Regions from separate parts of the Gossypium raimondii genome. Here region 2 is linked to region 1. Evidence: chromatin contacts called from public Hi-C data. All regions are on one chromosome and are shown on one strand. The core of a region is the stretch at or near the end of the contact, and the rest is flanking DNA. Distances in the headings are between cores, read along the strand shown. Region 1 holds the start of LOC105784503 (calcium-binding protein KRP1). Region 2 holds the start of LOC105783246 (diacylglycerol kinase 5).

Region 1 (6,395 bases), core at 1,619-4,118:
AGGCTTCAATTTAAGGTTCTATTCACCCTACCTATATTATGGCGTGCAAAAGATTTACTGGTAAATGAACCTCGAGGATATAACGAGCCCAATTGTTGTTTACGTTTTGCACTAATAGAAATAGTCTACTAAACACATAGTGGAGCATAGCAAGGATATTAATTTCTATAAAGAATTTCAGCAATAATTCTGTATAGAAAAATCTAGGAATATAAAATATGATGGAAGAATAGAAAGAAACTTTGTTTCTATGTTTTTTGGTGTATCATACAAATGAAATTTCACTCCTATTTATAGGATGCTTCGTGTCTCTTCATAGGGACATAACTACCCAATTGGATAGTCGTATATTTTGCAATAAACACAATTATTCAAGGAAATATCTATTGAATAATTATGACTATTTGTTAATAATCAAGTGACATAACTTTTAGATTTAAGAGACATAATTCATCACTGGAAATAGTGAAAACTTTTGGTTAATAACCATGTGACATGAGTTTTAGCTACTTATAACTTTTCATTTGCAACTATTGCAACACTATATATATTTGAAAATGTTCCAACACCAAGGAAAACAAACCGAAGCAAACATAGTAAGAGTAATTGAAACACAGTGAGTTAACTGCAGAATTTCATGTTTAGAGCGACTAAAATTTGTATATGTTTCTAATCATAATAATAAGTGTTATAACATGCTATGGATATATGGCGCCAGAATATGTATTAGATGGACTTTTCTCAGTAAAATCTAATGTTTTTAGCTTTGGCATAATGATGCACTTAGCGGAAAAAAGAAACATGAGATTCTATCAGGTGGAAGATGATGCCCCAAGCCTAGTTGGTTATGTAAGTAGAGATTATTTAAAAAAGTACTAGTTTCCTTATCCCTATGTCACTGCCAAAGCATTGCAATTTTGATTATTTAGTTTTAGGGATGGAGACTGTGGAAAGAAGGCAGGGCATACGAGAGAGTAGGGTCAAGTTGTAATGGAACCGAATTTATGACGTGTGTCAATGTTGGGATATATTATGCATGCAGGAAGATCTCAGTGAGCGATCCACCATGGGGGATGTTGTTTTAATACTTGGTGGTATCCAAGGTTCAACGCTTCCCATACCTAAACAACCAGCCTGCCTTACGAGGAGACCCCTTTCTGTCGCAGCTTCGTCATATAGTAATGCAGAAATTAATGCTGAAATTACTTCTTTTATCAAAAAAGGTCGATAGTTTGTGAAGGCTCTTGTATTGTTTTCTTTTTCAAGGCCTAACTCTTTTAAAAATTAAGATAAAATTTCTCCCCAAGCCTATTTTCTAAATCTCACATTCTTGTTCGAACCATTTAAAATAATAGACGAGGGTTTAGGCCTAGAGAAATAAGCCAACCTTTGGATAAGTTTGTTGTATATTTTCAGTGAGATACTTCCCAATTGGATTTGGACATCTTCTTCGAAGAAGGTGAAATGAGCTCATACGTTTTCGTATCTTTGCAAAATAAGCGTGAGTTTAAGAGGCATCTCTTATGCTTATGGTAAATATAGGTAGATTTCACTTAAAGAATAAGATGAATGAGAGAGAAAAGGCCCTTAAGGGTAAATTGCCTACGAATTCCTTCAATCCAAAGGTTTCTCATCATTTGTTCCTGTTTGTAGAGTGGCTTCACATAATGGGCTGGTTTGTATTAGGCTAGTGTTATTTTCTGAAAAATAAACATAGATAGAAATTGTTCAAGTGAAATGAATTGACTGCATTTTTTTTTTTTTTGGTATTGGTTCAACAATTTGATAAATTAATAAAACTTTTCAATTTAGAATTGATTGGAGGGTGAGAAAGTTAGGGAAATTTTTGAGTTTTTGATGGAAGGAAAAAAGTAAAGAGGGAAAATAAAATAAAGTAATAAAAACAAAAAGATAAAGAGGCACATGAGGACGTCATATGGTGGAGCGTAATTACCCAGCGTTGTCATGCTAGTAAAAATTTAATATTGTTAGTCTCATGTACTAATATAGTGGACGAAAAGAAAATTTGGATATCAATTTAAAAAAAAAAACCATAAATACTAATCTAAAAAAAGTAGATAAGTTTGAATACAAATTTTATATTTAACCCAAAATAAAATTCATAAACAATTTAAAATTTTGAGCCAACTTTTGAGGATGTGTGGTGGTATTAAAAAATATTGTATTAAATAGAAAAAAAAAACTCTAATGAAATATTAATTGAGTATTGTAGTACCCTATTGTCATGTATGAGTAATAAAAGGGTCGAAACAACATAAGACGATGTTAGAATCCAGCAGTTTTGAGCTGGTCTTCAAGCATCTCTTCCAGCAATAATCGGGACTCTTCCATCAACCCAGGGCTTAATCTGAACATCAACACACAAAATTCCATTTCACTGAGAGCCCCATCGCCGTCGAGATCACCTTCCCTTACCATGCTCGCCAGCTCATCGTCTCTCAAATCTTGCAACCCCAGCACGGCAGCGTTCCTCTTCAAGCTCGCCGCAGTGATCACCCCTGTCTCCTCGTCCATCAACAGCTTGAACCCATTACACAACTCCCTCATCAGCCCGTCTCCCCCCAGCTTCTCCGCCATCGCCGGCAATAAGTCCTCGAAATCTGGAGCCGTTTTACCAATCCCTGCCATCGAATCCTAATGACAATAGACGATGTTTTTCAAAGAAATTTAAAAGTTTGTATGAATGTTGAGATGCACTGGGGAATTTATAAATAGGAGGGAGAAGATGGATGAGGTAAGGAGGTTTTTTCTTGGAAAGGAGGGGGTCATGTTTTCCCTATGTATGACAGCAAAGGAACAAGAAATCTTTATGGCGGATCAGCTGATTCTTGTAGAGCTGGAAAATACAGCCCCTGTTTCGGAGAAGCTGTTGCCCCCGCTTTTTCTTTTTTATTAATGTTTGCCTTCTCTGCTTTTGACTTGGAGATACAATTACCCAACTTATATTTTTTATTTTATTAAATTCAAGTTTATTTTATTATAAGGTTATTTTTTAATCAAAAAATGAAAAATATAATAATTAGACTTAAATTTTGAAATATAAAAAATAGAAACTAAATTTTAACTTTATAGCCTATGGCATTTTTTAATCGAAATATGTCTATATTTTTTATTACTGACTTACTATTATAAATATTAAACTTGTCACATATAATTTATTGAAACAGGATTTGGAGTATCTAAAACGTCACCTTTACTATTAAACCAAAACTTGATTTGATGAACAGTGATAATCCATCACTACCACTTGATTCTATTTTTGAAATTGCTGTATGTTATGTGATTATTTTGTTTATTTAAGAAAATATCTTATAAAAAAATAATTGTAAAAAATTATGAGGTTGAATAGTAAGATTCAACAGGAGAAGCTAAAAAATAATTTGGTTACAACTTATCATGTAAAATTAGCAGTCGGTGGCTTCCTTTCCTTGACAAAATTGGGTGTTTTGTGAGATTTCATGGGCAATTTAAGGACTTTCTTCTTCAGAATAATTTGCGAGACAATGTACCAAAATTCATGAGAATCTTTCTTTTTTCCTTGCAAATTGCCTTTGTAATAATAGGGTAAATGGTTAATAACGCATTTAGTCATCAATACTTACATATTTATTCAATTTGGCCCTAATTCTAAATAATTCAATAAATTTAACTCTTCGCATTTACAAATTCTATCAATTTGATCCTTACACTTTCTAGCCAAAACTTTCAGAAAAGCTTTGACAACAAAGGCATTCTAAAACCCCAAAAAGAAAAAAAAGAACTTCTCCAACTGTGCAAATATAACATACTTTACGAGTTTTATTGAGAATTGAACTATACATGAATTTTAGTTTCTGGGTCATTTAAATTTCTACTTTTTCTTGTATTTAACGGTTACCCAATTTAATTCTTACCTCAAAAATAGGTTCTTTGCTGCTTGAAGAACTAAAAAAATAGAATTTTGGTTATTAATTGATTTTATTTTGTCTGCCAGATCATTCATAAAGAAGAATTGCAACTTTGATGTTAATTATTCTAGATTTTATTAAATTAATTAGTACCTATTGCTAGATTTTATTAAGTTTTTTTTTCTTTTGGGGTTTTACAAATTTATAGATGTGGAATGTCTCAAATCTAAAAGTGAAAGCTTCAGTTAGGAACTTTGAGGATCAAATTAATAGAATTTGTAAATGTGAAGGGTTAAATTATTAAATTATTTAGATTTAGGATCAACTTGATAGAATATGCAAGTATTACGGGCTAAATATGTTATTATACCAATTAAAAATATATTATGTCACTATTTCTATTATCAATTTAACAACGGGTGATTAAAATAAGAATGAATACAAAATTTTGAGAATCTAAACTGAAAATTTTCAAAGTTGAGTGAGTAAAACAACAACATATATATACCTAGTTCCACTAAAATATCCAATTCCTTAAGCACATCAAGAATGCATGTGAACAATTTAATATTCTTGATTTTCGTCAAATAGAGATGAAGAGAGAATATATATATATATATATATATATATATATATATAAAACAGTAGATGTATGAACATAAATTTAAAATTGGAATATAAAATATAAAGGTTATGGAGAGCTTGTCTTTCCTTACCCATACCCAACTTTCCTTTGAGCATCCCTTCATATTCCTTTCTTATTCTATTTTCTTTCCCGAGAAGGAACTACGCAGGCCACTAGGTTTGAAACAAAATTTGGTAGTCCTAGTCCATGTATTTGAGCGCTGTCCAGGTATAAACACACTCATAACATAAAACCTATAACTTGCCATGTAAGTAACATAATAATTCCCAAAGCAGCACTTGATGTATAAATATTAAAGTCAGAATCGAATGCTTTCACATTTCCCATAATTGAGGAAGTACTATCGAAGCTTATGTGAAGACGTAATAACATTCAATTTTTTTATTAAAGGTTTAGGCAAGCGAATGATGATTCTCCTTCGAGGAAGGAAGAGCCCAAGACAAGAAAAATTGGCTTTCAAATGTACGAAATTGTATCATCAATACTCAACCCATGTAAGCTAATTTATACCTATATTCAACATATGCGATTGAATTTTAAAACATAGCATCCATTGAGTATAATTTGTTTAAAGGGTTAAGATGGTAGGAGAGAATCTTTATATTGTCCAATTTGCAAATTTAGAAGTTAGAGATTGGGTTTTGGAGCATGGACCATGGCTTCGTAGAGATGGATTATTAGATGTTGAACTAACCAGATGGATAGAAGGAGGAAATGGAAGTTTGAAATACTCTGATAATATGAATTCTGATGCACTTGATTGAATGAATAATGAAACCTTTATATAGGCTGAATTACAACTGAAAAATCACTAAAAATAGGAACAAACCTGATTCATAAATCACTAGAAAATATCAACTAATATGATACTCCTAAAGTCTAGCAACAATAAGTTTTGACTGAATGAATAACTTTATTCAAACCAATAAACTAACAAATTTAACTCTAACATGCCCTCCCTTAAACTGATATTGTAAGTGATCAGTTCGATCAAAGTGCAAACACCAAGCATTTTTCTGAACTTTACAAATGATGCCAATTTGAGGGGATTGGTAAATACATCAGCAACCTGATCTTCACTTCTGCAATAAATGAAGTCAATTACCCCATCTTTTGTGAGGTCTCTTAGGAAATGAAACTTCACGTCAATGTGTTTACTTCTGCCATGTAGTACTGGATTTTTGGACAACTTTATGGTTTGTTGTCGCAACAAACTGTTGTTGCTCCTTGTTGTTTGAACTGCAATCCAGCAAGAATATTTCTTAGCCAAATGGCTTGAGAAGCACATGAAGTAGTAGCTACAAATTCAGCTTCAGTTGTTGATAAGGTGACAATTGGTTTTTTTTTTTATGACCATGAGACTGCACCCGAACCCATCATAAAGACATAACCTGAAGTACTCTTCCGGTCATCTAAATTTCCAGCATAATCGCTGTCAGTGAACCCAATCAAGCTTGACTTTTCTCCCTTTTTGTAGAACAACCCAAAATCAGAAGTACCTTTAAAGTATCGAAAGATCCTCTTTGTAGCTAGAAAATGTAATTATTTTGGGTTCTCCATGCATCTACTAATAATGCTAACTGCATACATGATATCTGGCCTTGTTGCTGTCACATACATCAAACTCCCTATAATTTGCTTGAAGAGAGTACCTTCAAGATTCTTTGTAAGCTTCAATCCAACATCTAAAGGTGTGTTGACGTGATTGCAATTACTCATTTAAAACCTGTCTAAAATTTCTCGAACATACTTCATTTGAGAAATAAATATTCCATCAACAGATTGCACTATTTCTATGCCAAGAAAATAATGCAACTTTCCAAGATTAGACATATCAAACT
Region 2 (6,395 bases), core at 1,180-3,679, 230 kb before region 1:
AGAACTAATTCCATTAAGAAGTTACACCAGAAGGGTTGACCATTAATAGTTAATGATTCTTCCCTACTGCATACTTCTTAGCACATTAGTACTGCAGAGGATTGATAGATGTGTTCTTCTGGTAAACATTTACACAATAACCACCTAGAGGTGGAGTATATTGTATAACTAAAGGTTAGAAGAGGCAAAGTCCTAATTCATTGAAATTGGATATTCAAAATACAATGCCAAATCAGGGAGTTCCTCAGTCTACAAGTACACCTCAAGAATGTGTGTGCAAGTGTGTGAGAGAGAGAGAGAAAGAGAGGAGTTATGAGTTATGACACCATTACTTGTCTATTTTCATTTCCTTTGCTTTCATTACTTGTTCCAAGAATGACAGCACAGAATTCCGATCAGTCCCAGGATTCTTCTTTCCCTGTAGAAAGCAGTGGAACAAATACTCAATAGCTCGTAAAATTTGAAGGAGATTATTCATGATATAGAGATTTCTAGCAGATTCATGTTGCCTACTATAGCGTCAATCAATAATTGCAAGAATTTTCAGCTAACATTACAAATTTACTGAAAGGGAGGGCTCTAATTATTTGTTTGACTAAGTGTATAAACTTAGTTCAGCTCACACACAAGAAATGAAACTGAGATGGATACGCCAAATATTACCAAGCCAATTAAAAGTACGTTCTGAGCAAAAAAAGGAATTGACAGCGTGACCAATAGTTCATTGCTCTAATTAATAAAACATATCTTGATAGTTGAACTCTCATCCTATCACTTGATTTTACACCTAAAAGCAAGTAAATTCTCACCCAGCCAAATGAAAAAGGCAGATTGTTTCCGGTACCCAGAGGAACTGTAGCAATTGGAGGTGGATGTGGCAATTTAAGATCACAAACAACCCCCAGAAGCCAGCCAGCTGTCCCATCACCACCAGCAACCTAAATATCAATCTAGATGTAAGGAATAAATAACAAAATAAAATAACAATATTTGAATTAAAAATAGCTGCAGTGATGGTCGCTGTTATTTATAGCCGCCTGAAAAAAAATATAGACCTGTAAGATTTTACAGTATCAGGCTCGACTTACAATTATTCTTAATCTCTCATGAATCTTCGTGGCAAATTCATCTTTTTCTTGTTTCAGCTTTTCTAGTCTGGTGTAAACTCTGCGAAGCACCTTATCAGGGGCCTCTTCCCCCACATCGAAAATCTGAAATTAATCACACTAAGATTAGACATAAATCAAATATTTCCAACATGCATTCTGAAAGAGTAATGGTACCTGATGCTCATTGAGGACACTTCTATATGTATTAAGAAGATCACCACCCAATTGACCACCACTTTTGGAGTTGATAAACACAAGCACTGGAAACTCAGGTACATCACGAAGATCAGAAAATTTTGTTTCATCATTAAATATATACGCAGGAATGTAGAATTCCTTCAAAAAGTCAGAGTCCGACTTAGATTCTGCCATTGTTGCCAACTGTATTATGAAAATGACCACTGATCATCAAAACCAAGGTACCACAGAAAATTACCGCGGATAAAAACAAATATTTGAAAAACATAATATACAAGAACTTTAAAAGTAGACCAAGATGAACCAAGAAAAAGATTGATTATAAGTAATAGAGCTATAAAGTTTCTTATGTTAAGTCCCTGCAGTAATTATTTCCAGCAGCTCATTCACTCAACAATAACAACAACAAAGCGATTTATAATACCATATCGGCTTACTTGTAAATTATACCACGAGCAATTTATCCATAACAAAAGGATAAGAAGAAAAAAAAAGGGTTCAAAACAGAAAGAAAAGTCAACTCGCTTTAGATCATCATTCAAAACAGTAAAAGGATTTACGTTATGATATATGATTCGGATTCAGGCATTTTAACAAACACATGAAACGTAAAACAACAAAGATTCAAGGAAAATGAACTCAACCGAATTTGGTTACTGTTGAACTGAAGCTTAGAAAGGCTTTCTCCCAGTTGCAGAATTGAGAATTACAACACCAAACAAAGAGTGAAAAGATAGATTCGATAAGCTTTGCTGAATTTGAAACAAGGAAATGAGGAGAGATCGGTGTGATTAGAAGCTGAATTTTGATTGAGAGAAGAAGAAGCGAGATTTATGGGTTACCTGGAAAATGAATCAGCAGAGATCTGATTTCGTAGCGTACTTCCTTTCTTAATCTAAAGTGTAGACAAATGCGAAGAACAGTGGACGTTAAGGAAACGGAAGGAAATTTCAAGGGATCTTCAAGATTTGGAAGGGCTAAGCGTTAAAACGTGTGGTGGAGGGAAAGTAAAAAGGAAATGAATCTTCTTCTGTCGTTGCCAAGCAGCCCCTATGATTCTTCGTTGAAGTAAAAACTTCGATAACCCATGCCGACGACAGATTGCACTTGGCAAAAATTTTTTGGTAGGGTCTACCATGCTTGATCCAATGATTCCCTTTTAGAAAAATACTTTCCCTTTTAGCATCATTTTCTATTTAGTCCTAATGATTAATTTGGTTTTTAACCATTATATCTTCTTCTTCTTTTAATTTAACTCTCAATTGCTTAAAAATGGTGGAATTTAATCTTCAATTTTTCAAAAAAATTATTAGGTTAAATTTTTAAATATGAAAATTCAGGTATACTTTATATTAATGTTTTTGAATTTTTATATACTTTTCAAATTATTAATTTTTATAATTTTTAAATTATTTATTGGCATTAAATATTAATAAAAATAATACCATATCAGTATGAAGTACATGTAAACATGCTAATATCATTAAAAATTAATACTTTGTCAATATTTCTGTAAATAAAATGATTTGACTTTTTTAAAGTTAATGACTAAATTTAACTAAAAAATAAGGGTTAAATTAACAAAAATGTAAATGTTAAAAGATATATTTGTTTTCAAACAAGCTTTTAAATTATGAAAAACATAAAATATCCACACATAATAATTCAATCATGTTGCTTGTTAAGGGGGAATTAGCTCTTTTATTGGTAGTGTTTTTATCCACTAAGACCTTTTAAAGGCTTGGCTTCAAATCTCATCAAGGTCAAAATGATAAAATATTTTCTTAATGGGTCTTAGGCTCTCCCGATAAATTTTATGAACCCTTTTGGGCTCTTCTTGGAGGAGACAAAATTTTAGGACTAAAATCGAATATAAATACCCTGAAAACAATATCTCAACTGTTTAAAGCCCGAATCAACATCTTAAAGAACAACACTTCAAAACTTCTGATAAAAAAGTGGACACTAACCGTAGTTTGAAATCTATATGTATAAATATATATATATATATATTGTTCTTTTACTTATTTTACATTCTTTAAAAAAAAAACTCTTCATGCCTTACATCTATAATTACTTATAGTTCATCCCCAACTCTTAAATAGGAGGACAATACGTTTCAATGTATTCAAATCCATAACCTCTTGCACCGATAATAATACCAATACTAATCGAACTAAAAGTCAATCGAAAATTATAAAAACATTATTACTACTGAGTAGTTTTTTAAATTACTATGGATGCATTATACTTTCGAATAATAATTATAATGTCTAAAAATAATAAAATATTTCAGAATCCATTATATTTTAGTAAATAGAGATATTTTGAGTCATTTAAATAAAATATAATAAAATATAATCGTAAAAGGTTTTTTAAAGGTAAATTTAAAAGTTAAATAATGAAAATATTTTAAGTAAATTATAAAGTGTGAGAATTTGATATATATATATATATATTTTTTTTTTTAATTTTACAAACAATTTTAAAAAGTGATATTTATTTTTTAATATTTTACTATTGTACCAAATAATTTCTCTATTATAAATTATATTATTACATTACAATCAATTGTTTTTAACAAACATTTTAATTAAAGGAAGTTATTTGGTATACTGTTATTATTAGTGTATTAGGGATTGACAAGTGTCTTATAGAAGTATAATAAAATATTAAAAAAACACATTGTATTATTTTTACAGTTGCTTGTAAAATAAAAAAGTACACTACTATACTAAATACAAACCCTTTAATTAATTGTTTTTATTGTTATTTAATGTCAAATAAATTCATTATGCGCAATTATTTATGTTTTGGTGGTTACAGTTTTCCATTATGCATATATATCGTTTTTTTATAGTAATTTCTTTTCGTGCTTTTCTTAAAAAATTAAAGAAAAATGTTCAAAATTTAACTATTTTTAAAATATTAATTCGTATCAGTTAAATTATTTTGATAGTTATGTTATAATTTTAGTTAGTATATAAAATATTTTAATGTCCATCCTTTTAGAATACATAGGGATATTTAATTGAAAAATAAATCATATTTTGTAATTATTTATGTAAATGCTTATTACTTAGCTTTAGAATTAATGAAAAAATAATTAAGTCATAAAAGGAATTTAGTTATTAAAAAAAATCACATATTCCTAATATATAAATAAAGGCAAGAAATAACTCTAAAAATAAATTTGAATAAATAGAGTATCAAATACAAAAACTTGCATTTCCTTAAACAACCCTAATCATCCTCACCCTTCCTTCTTTTACAAACACCGCAATTAAGCAAATTATTGAGTCATAATTCCTATCCTACAAGGTGCACATGACTCACCCTCATTACAATCAAAACTACAAAGCAAGAGCAATTATTATTATGATTCCGCCAAATTGGAGTAACAAAACTGAAACTCTATACAGTACAGATTAAGAGAGCAAAATTAATTAACCTGGTTTGGTTTGAAACGAGACTTCCTTCTACATCTTCCATGTCCTCCACTGCTGTTTTCATTCTGATGATTTCGGCGTGAAAGAGGGGAATTTCCCATTACCTGCGAAAAACAAGGCTGGCTTAAGTCCGATCCGAAGTTGCTGTTTCAACAAGGATGGTGTTTACTTTATGGTTACGCCCTCCCTCACGTCGGAGCTTACTTGGTTTATACAGATTTAGCATTTTAATATTGATTTAGGTCTTTTATTATAACATTTCTTTTTTCTACCAATATAAATAAAATATTCTTAAATCAAATATGGAAACTTTTATCGTACTTCGAGTTCCTTACTTTGATGATTCAACTTAAAAGGGACAAAAACATGGCATAAAATCATGATATTTTTAACTTGTTAAAAATTACCATGTTTTCCACGTAAGCAGAATCTTATAAAATTCAAAATAAATAATATTAGTATTTGGTATCTTGATAGTGTATTTTTATTCTACAAGTAATCTTAAAATTTACCATGTATATCTTTTCTGTAATGACAAAGCCGAAAAATATTTTTAGTGTGCCTGGATTAAATTGTATATTTTACAATAATATAAATGTAATTTTATCATTTTAATAGCCTATATCTTTATAACTTTTAAATGATTAAATTATTTTTTTATCATTTTAGGGGTCAGTGCAATTTTACCATTACCAATTTAAAATATTATAAATTATAAAGGAGCTTAAATGAAAAATTTTCTATTTTAGGGGAGGCTAGGGCCAATAGGGATGAGCAAAACTCGATTCGATTTGAAAAATCGAAAAAAACTTCGAATTTCAAGTTAATTGAATCGAATTATTCGAGTCAACTTAAATAAGTAATTCGAGTTCAAGATGAGTTGAATTTTACAAGTCAAATAACTCGAATAACAAACTGGTATAAATATCCCTTTAGTCCCTTTCAATTTTGAAAATGAGTAAACTGATCTCAACAAAATTTACAAATAAAAAAAGCCAAAATAAATTTCAAATTCAAAATATTTATAAAATTCTATATTTTATTTTTTAAAATTATAAAAATTTTAAAAATAAAAATATATAAAAAAGTTAAAATTTTGAAAAATTTCTAAAATAATAATTTTGGGACCTAAATAAGTTAATTAATTATTCAAGTTTATCATGCTAAAATATCTTATTTTTATTATTTTGCTTTGAAAAATTTTAAAATTTATGTGCTCTAACATGAAATTAGTTATATCGTAATAAGATTTTAGTTTGACATGTTTAATTTTTAATTTAATTCAAACAATTTCACTTGGTTCGACTAAACTCGATTAAAAATATTTCAAATAGAGTTAGGATGATAAAATAGGACTCATCAATTCAATTGACTCGAAATTTTCGCCACTGTATTATATTATATCATTATAAGACACTTATCAACTCCTACCCTACTTGTAGAATATAAAAATTTTACTGGTAGTATACCAAATAGAAATAAAACTTTGTAAAATCTCCATTAATAAGAAAAAGGGAGAAAAATAATGGTGACAAAGAGGAACTGATAAAGGAAAGAACCGAAATTGGAAAGGTGGAGGGAAAAGCGGAGGGGAGGTGAGCTGGGGAGGCACACGGCACACGCTTCTCCCACCGACCAC

The links. Hi-C and Micro-C count contacts between places; a contact is called where the count stands out from the background.
Region 2: a contact with region 1 is called in a Hi-C map of leaf, with 1.8 times the contacts expected there. The contact joins the promoter of LOC105783246 here to the promoter of LOC105784503 in region 1. A contact is called at or near these places in 2 of 2 Hi-C or Micro-C datasets (both in leaf).

The regions. Positions count from the first base shown.
Region 1 is chr13:8,540,543-8,546,937 of ASM2569854v1, reverse strand. It overlaps LOC105784503 (calcium-binding protein KRP1), which reads right to left and starts at 2,868. Exons shown (of 1, transcript XM_012610402.2): 1 at 2,166-2,868. The coding sequence starts at 2,649. The coding sequence ends at 2,287.
Region 2 is chr13:8,774,192-8,780,586 of ASM2569854v1, reverse strand. It overlaps LOC105783246 (diacylglycerol kinase 5), which reads right to left and starts at 2,429. Exons shown (of 13, transcript XM_012608582.2): 1 at 2,150-2,429; 2 at 1,284-1,490; 3 at 1,089-1,211; 4 at 810-938; 5 at 333-418. The coding sequence starts at 1,481.